Regions from separate parts of the Triticum aestivum genome. Here region 2 is linked to region 1. Evidence: chromatin contacts called from public Hi-C data. All regions are on one chromosome and are shown on one strand. Each heading gives the region's core, a stretch centred on a gene start, on an enhancer-like site or on the middle of the called end of the contact. The rest is flanking DNA. Distances are from core to core; before and after follow the strand shown. Region 1 has its middle 79 kb from the start of TRNAA-UGC. Region 2 has its middle 14 kb from the start of LOC123160042.

Region 1 (3,200 bases), core at 325-2,824:
CCTGACTGGCCCTTTCTCTGCCTAACTACCTCATAGACAAAGCAAACCAGTCAACCGAATAGAGTGGGAGCTATATCTTTTTTTTTTGAGAAAAAAAAAGAGTGGGAGCTATATCTCGTTTATAGAAAGATACAATGCCCCATTGCTTGAATCTTTTTCTTCCTCGCGTAGGCTTTGGGTCGGCCCATTTCTTTTTCTCCCGTTCGTTGGTGGCTTGCTCAAGTTTCGATCGAAGACAATCGTTAGATGTAGTTTCTCGCTGGTTTTCTGCAGCCTTTTTTGGTTTTTTTCTTCTCTTTGTTCTTTGTTTTTCTTTAGTTTTTTTTAATATTTCCAGTTTCCTTTCTTTCTTTGTCAGTTTCACCATTTTCACTCTTTTGCATTGGTTTTCTTCTTTTATTATTCTCTGAATTTTTTGTTCCTTTCTTAGTTTTCAGTTGTTGTTTTTCCTTTTTTTTGTTTATTTATTTATTTTCTTGCTTTATCTGATTTTCTTGTTTTGGGTCTCTTTTATTTTTTTTCACTGGTCTTTCTCTGGTTTTTTGGTTTTCTTTTTAATTTTATTTTTCTCTACAGTTTTCATTGTTTCTTTCTTTGGGTTTCTTAGTTTACTTTTTCTCCTTTTCAACGCATGTCAATATTTTTGTTACACGTTGTACACTTTTCGTATACATCAAGAACATTTTCTAAATACTCGCTCTGTAAACTAATATAACATCTTTTAGATCAGTAGGGAGTACAAGTTTAACAGCTTTCAAATACGAATACATGATTAATATTTATTTAAAATATAGGTTTTTTGTCTATTGTTTTCATATACAATATACTTTTTTTTATAAATCTGAAAGATACTTTACATAGGTTTAACATTTGTCATATATATGATTAGCATTTTTTCACACATATGTTTTGATGTCTACTCTTTGTGTACACATCTTACAGTTTTTCTTATGCAAATAAACATTTTTTATGCAAGTTTAACATTTTGTTTACTAAAGGTTTAACATTTTTCAGAAATAAATAATTAGATTTTATTTTTGAATATAAGTTTGGTGTCTATTGTTTACATTCACATTGTAGTATTTTGGTATACATAATTTTTTTAATACAGGTTTAAGATTTCTCATATACTACATGATTGATCTTATTTTTCACATATATTTTTTGATGTCTACTTTCTTCCATACACTAGTCATTTTTTCTTATACATTTGAAATATTTTTTTATACATGTTTAATTTTTTTTGAATTACAGGAACAGTTTATTGCATTGTATAAACATTTTTTCAACAATTCCATGTACATCTTTTTGGAATGCATGTACATTTTTTTAATGTCACAATTTTTTTTGGAAACCTATCAACATATCTAAATTCTCGATTTTAACCTTTTGGAAGTTAAATTCAGTTTCGAGTATATGTACATAAAATAAAAAATATAAACAAAATAAAGAAAAATTAGGGTGAACAAATAAAATAAAAATAAATAGAAACTCTTAAAACGAACTAACCTGGACGGTGGGCCTGCCCATTACTTGCGGCTGGGTATACTGGGCCATCCCACCAGTACAACCTTGAAGCCGGCATACCATAGGTTTCGATTTAAGCGAGACATAGTCATACTCGGGCCTAACAACTTCGCGCACCTAGCTCGCCAGCGTCCAAGCAACACAAAAGCAAAATCTCATCTATTGCAAGTGGGGAGCACTGCTTTTCACCAATTTTTTCTTTATTAATTTATATGATTTTCCATTTATTCTGATATTCCAAAAAATTATAAATAGAAACATTTGAAAACATTAAATTAATAAAAAGTATCATTAATATGAAAAATGATAACGCAATGTAAAAAAATGTTAGCTTAATTCAAAAAATGGTGATAGTATACAAAATAATGTGTTTCACATTTATCAATAAAATGATAATGGCATTTTTTCAAAATATTAAACATATTTCAGATATATATATGTGAAAAATGTACAATGTTTATGAAAAAGTAGACATCAAGCATGGATTTGAAGAAAATGTGCATCATTCTATTTAAAAATTCTAATCATGCATTAAAGAAAAGTTAAACGTGTATAAAAATAATTTTGATGTAGACATTAAAAATTATTTATTTTAATTTTAATATGTATTTCGAATGTTTAACATGTATACGAATATTGTTTATAAGTATAAAAAATGTGCATAAAATAGAGGGAAAATGAAACAAAGAGCACATAAAAAAAGATTTTGCTTTTAAGATTACCATACAAAAAGCAAAGTATTTTCTAAGTATTTTGAGAATACTACAGTTTCTAAGATTACCATAGTTTTATTTACAATGAGGTATTTGGTTGCCCTTAAAAACTGTGTTCTTAATACTATAGTATTTACTGAACCATGGTTTTTTCTCTGTATTAAAAAAAGAGCCCCGGACCTCTTTTTAAACAAGCAGAGCAGCAGTAAAGAACAGCATGGCACCCCGTTATCCTCTCTGCCGCGGCTGCTACCATGCCCGAGCGTCCTTTTTGATAACGTGCAAGCCTTGAGCATGGCCTGTTCAGTGGAGTTCAATTTGTGCAAGCTTCCGTTATTATGCATACGGATGGTAAGGAGTGGCCAGCTGGTTAACTAGCTAGAAAAATGCGCTTCTCTATGGCTGTGTGCATGGCCGTTCTTTGGCCGGTCCAGGGGCGGAGAAAAGGGGGGGCGGGGGGGGGGGGGGGGGGGGGGGGCGAGCAGGGGCTAGAACCCCCCCCCCCCCCCCCCCCCCAACGATCGGCCCTCTCAACAATATGTACGTACGTATATGTGTACTAGCTAGCCTGACTTGATTAGAATTAGGCCTAATCTACATTGGCTGGCCCGTGGCTACGTGCGTATGGCTAGAAGCCCACGAAAATTAACAGCCCAACTCTCCATTTTAATTATGCCATCGTAGACATTCCTTTAGTCGCGTATCAAAATCCTCTCTCCAACCCTAAAGAAGATCGAACTCCTGCTACGGCGTCCGCCGCCTGCCGCCGATCTCGCCCACTCGCCATCGGAAGGAGCCATGTGATCTGACTAAGACAATGGGAGCGGTGCAGCCGCTGCTAGCACCTTCTCCATCCACGCTGTGCTGATCCTGACGAACTACCGGCTGGCTCGATCTGCCTCGGTTCGGTGCCCCCGATTCTACCGGCCGTCACAGCGTCGATCAAGCAGGTATGAACTT
Region 2 (3,200 bases), core at 374-2,873, 310 kb before region 1:
CATGGAGGCACAAATTTGCTTCTGTGAGAGTCATGATTGTGCCTCTTTGGAAAGGGAAAAAAATGTGCTCCCAGTTTTTTTGTACGCCTTTTAATGAAAAAAGAATTTGTTGAAACATATGAACATTGCATCTAATTTTGAAGATCTCGACGCGAGAAATCCAACGGCGAAAGTGGTTTAAGATTTGGACACACAGTTTAAGAGGTAAAACATTTTAAATAAATGACGATAAAAGATTCCGTCGCTTTATATTACTAGTAAATGCGCACGTGCAATGCACGTTAATATTTAGGCAATATATCAATTGCACGCAGATATTAGGTATGCTATTATTTGTGTGTTAATTCTGTGATTAGTGCAATATTTGGTATGATATTGATTGCATGTTAAACGCGTTGAATGCTCGTCATTGCAGCAGTCTAGGTCGTTGGATTGACTTAGTTTGATGGCCGAAATCAGTTGGATCTGCCCCTTTGAATCTTTTTATATTGATATAGATAAAGCAACAGCCGAGTATACAACCACCGAGACAACACGAAAGAAGAAGAAGAAGAAGAATAAGAAGAAGAAGAAGAAGAAGAAGGCGGTAGAAGGATACAAGATGCTACTGAACAACAACAGGTTACGACAAGTGGCGCATATGCAGTGCGCCCCTTGGGCAACCTGAAGAAGTGGGAGTGATCTTTGTAAAAGGTACTTCTTAATTAGTAATTTCAGATTCATACATGTGACAACATGTGATTCTACAAAAAAACATGTGACCACGTGTATACATGTATGTATGTGGCATGAAAAATTTGTTGGGTTCATATCTGAACCCACACCTACATGCTAGCTCAGCCTCTGACTGCAAGATTATTATTACTTTTGAACAAAGTACAATTGTAGATGCTCACAGACACTCATGACTGCAGGATCTCGATTGGATGCACGAGATAAGCATGCACGGTAAGTAGTGTGCAGTCTACAATTAGAATTTGCATTATATTATGTTTAAGTGTATGTTAAGATGTAAGAAGAACGTAAAAGATGAACATGAATACAAATACATACGTATACAAATAAGCCAGATGATTCAAACGAGGTTAAATTTGCGTGCTTGGCTTGATTTATTGGTTAATGCGCAAAATTAGCAGGTGCTTCTTTCAATCTCTTTTGGCACAAAAATTCACCAGGTTTTTTCTTTGAGATTATAGGAGTAAGATTACTCCGATGCAGGTGCAGGTTTTATTAGGGAGGGAACGGTGCTCTATAGTTGTACTCGAGCCTAGCTCGATACTTAGGAGCTACCCTCTCCATTCATTATTATAAAATATTAAAAAAAAGATGTACGTAGACACGTATTGGTGTGTTTGTTCATTTATTTTAGTCTGTATATAATTTATGTTAAAGTAGCCAAAACTCTTATAATAGTGAAAGGGGCAGTATTTCTTTGGGAAAAAGGTATTTGAGCTCTGCTTTTTACTTTATTTTTTGAGATGAAGCTCTGCTTTTATAGGAAAATTTAGTTTTTTTAGGGCATAGGAGAATTTAGTATGAGCGGCCGCTCTGGGCTAGCTACAACGCAGGTTACTGGGCCGACCCAATTGTGGCGCTATGGGCGACGTTTCTTTTCAAACAAATACAGGGGACCACCCTCTTCTTCGGAATACCCTATTTGCCGCTCTTTGCGACAAGTTGTAACTGTTTCGCTCAAGGGATCCTTCGGGGGTGGGCCCGCCCATTTAGCGCTTCAGGATAGGAACCTTCCATGATGTTTCCAGCTGGTTTTTTTCGGTTTTGGGAACCTTCTAGTAGGTTCCTGAAACCGGTTTCCTCTTTTGCAGTTTCTTTTTCATTTTTCATTTTTCTACTTGTCTTCTTTGTCGTTTTTTCTTTTTATTTTTATTTTCTTACACTTTTTCTTTTTTCTACTTCATAATTATTTTAAATTCCAAGAAATATTTTCTTCCGAAATTCCAAAAAACAAGATTTTCAAGTTTTGTCCGCTTCATTAGAAAAAATGTTCGGAATTATAAAAAGTTTAAAATTTCAAATTTTGTTCGCTATTTGAATTGTTTCCTAAAATTCATAAAAAAAATAGAATTTCAAAAAGGTTCGCATTTTAAATTTTATTCACAAAATAAAAAATATTCAAGAACTTCAATAAAATTGTTCCTGTTTTTAAATTCTGTTAGCATATTAAAGAATGTTCATGATTCAATTTTTTTGACAAATTCAAAAATATTTGTATATTTATATTTTGTTCACAAATTCAATTTTTTTGACAATTAAATAATGTTCCTATTATCCAAATTTGTTCACAACTTCAGCAAATAATACCATTTGGGAAATTTGTTCTCAACTTTAAAAAAATGTCACGTTGAAAAATTCGCAAATTCAAAAAATGTGCGCAGGAATTTCAAAGGAGTTTTGGATTTTTGTAAAATCGTTCGTAATTTTAAAAAATGTTCATGTTTTTTTGAAAAAATATTGTTCCTCAAGAAATGTTTGCGTTTTCAGAAAATTATTCAGAATTTCGAAAAATGTTCTCCTCCTATTCAATTTTCTTCCTTTTTTCCATAAAAATAATGAGTTTCCCAAATAATGTTCGCGTTTAAAAAAATCAGTTTCAAAATTTTAGAAAAAGATCTAATCTTCAGCGGCTTATGGTATCTTTTCAGAACTTTTCACAACTTTCCAGAAAATGTTCAGAATTTCAAAAAAAATATGCATTTTATCTGTTTATTCACAAATTCAAAAAATCATAGGGAATTCCAAGAAAGTTCTCACTTTCAAAATATGTTCAAAATTTTGAAAAATTAGTGTTTTTGAAACTTAGTTCACAAAGTCAAATATGTTCGAGGAATTTGAATAAATGTTCTCATTTCTAAAAAAAATCATAAATTCGAAAATTGTTCTCTAATTTCAAAAAATGTTCCAGCTTGTCCAATTTTGTTCACATATTCCTAAAATATTTATTTTTTTGAACTTTTGAAGAAAATGTGTTTTGAACAAATTGTTTGTAATTCCAAAAAATGTTTGTGTTTTGAAAAAATTGTTCGTAATTTCGATAAATATTTTGTGTTTTCAATTTTTGTTCACAACTTCAGAAAATGTTCAGATATTTCAAATCATGTTCCAGCTTTTCCAAAAAAAATCACATATTCAAATCTATGTGCTGCAGTACACGTACAGAAAATAACATGCAAGGGGTATAT

What was found. A called contact is a pair of places that touch in the nucleus more often than the background predicts.
Region 2: a contact with region 1 is called in a Hi-C map of leaf, with 6 times the contacts expected there. The contact joins two enhancer-like sites. A contact is called at or near these places in 3 of 5 Hi-C or Micro-C datasets (leaf and an unstated tissue).

The regions. Positions count from the first base shown.
Region 1 is chr7B:99,124,670-99,127,869 of IWGSC CS RefSeq v2.1, reverse strand. No RefSeq gene overlaps it. Among protein-coding and RNA genes, the nearest start is that of TRNAA-UGC, 79 kb to the left of the region's middle. Within about 2 kb of position 1,574, at least 1 of the 8 cell types and tissues checked has an H3K27ac peak or open chromatin away from gene starts, as enhancers often do.
Region 2 is chr7B:99,436,889-99,440,088 of IWGSC CS RefSeq v2.1, reverse strand. No RefSeq gene overlaps it. Among protein-coding and RNA genes, the nearest start is that of LOC123160042, 14 kb to the right of the region's middle. Within about 2 kb of position 1,623, at least 3 of the 8 cell types and tissues checked have an H3K27ac peak or open chromatin away from gene starts, as enhancers often do.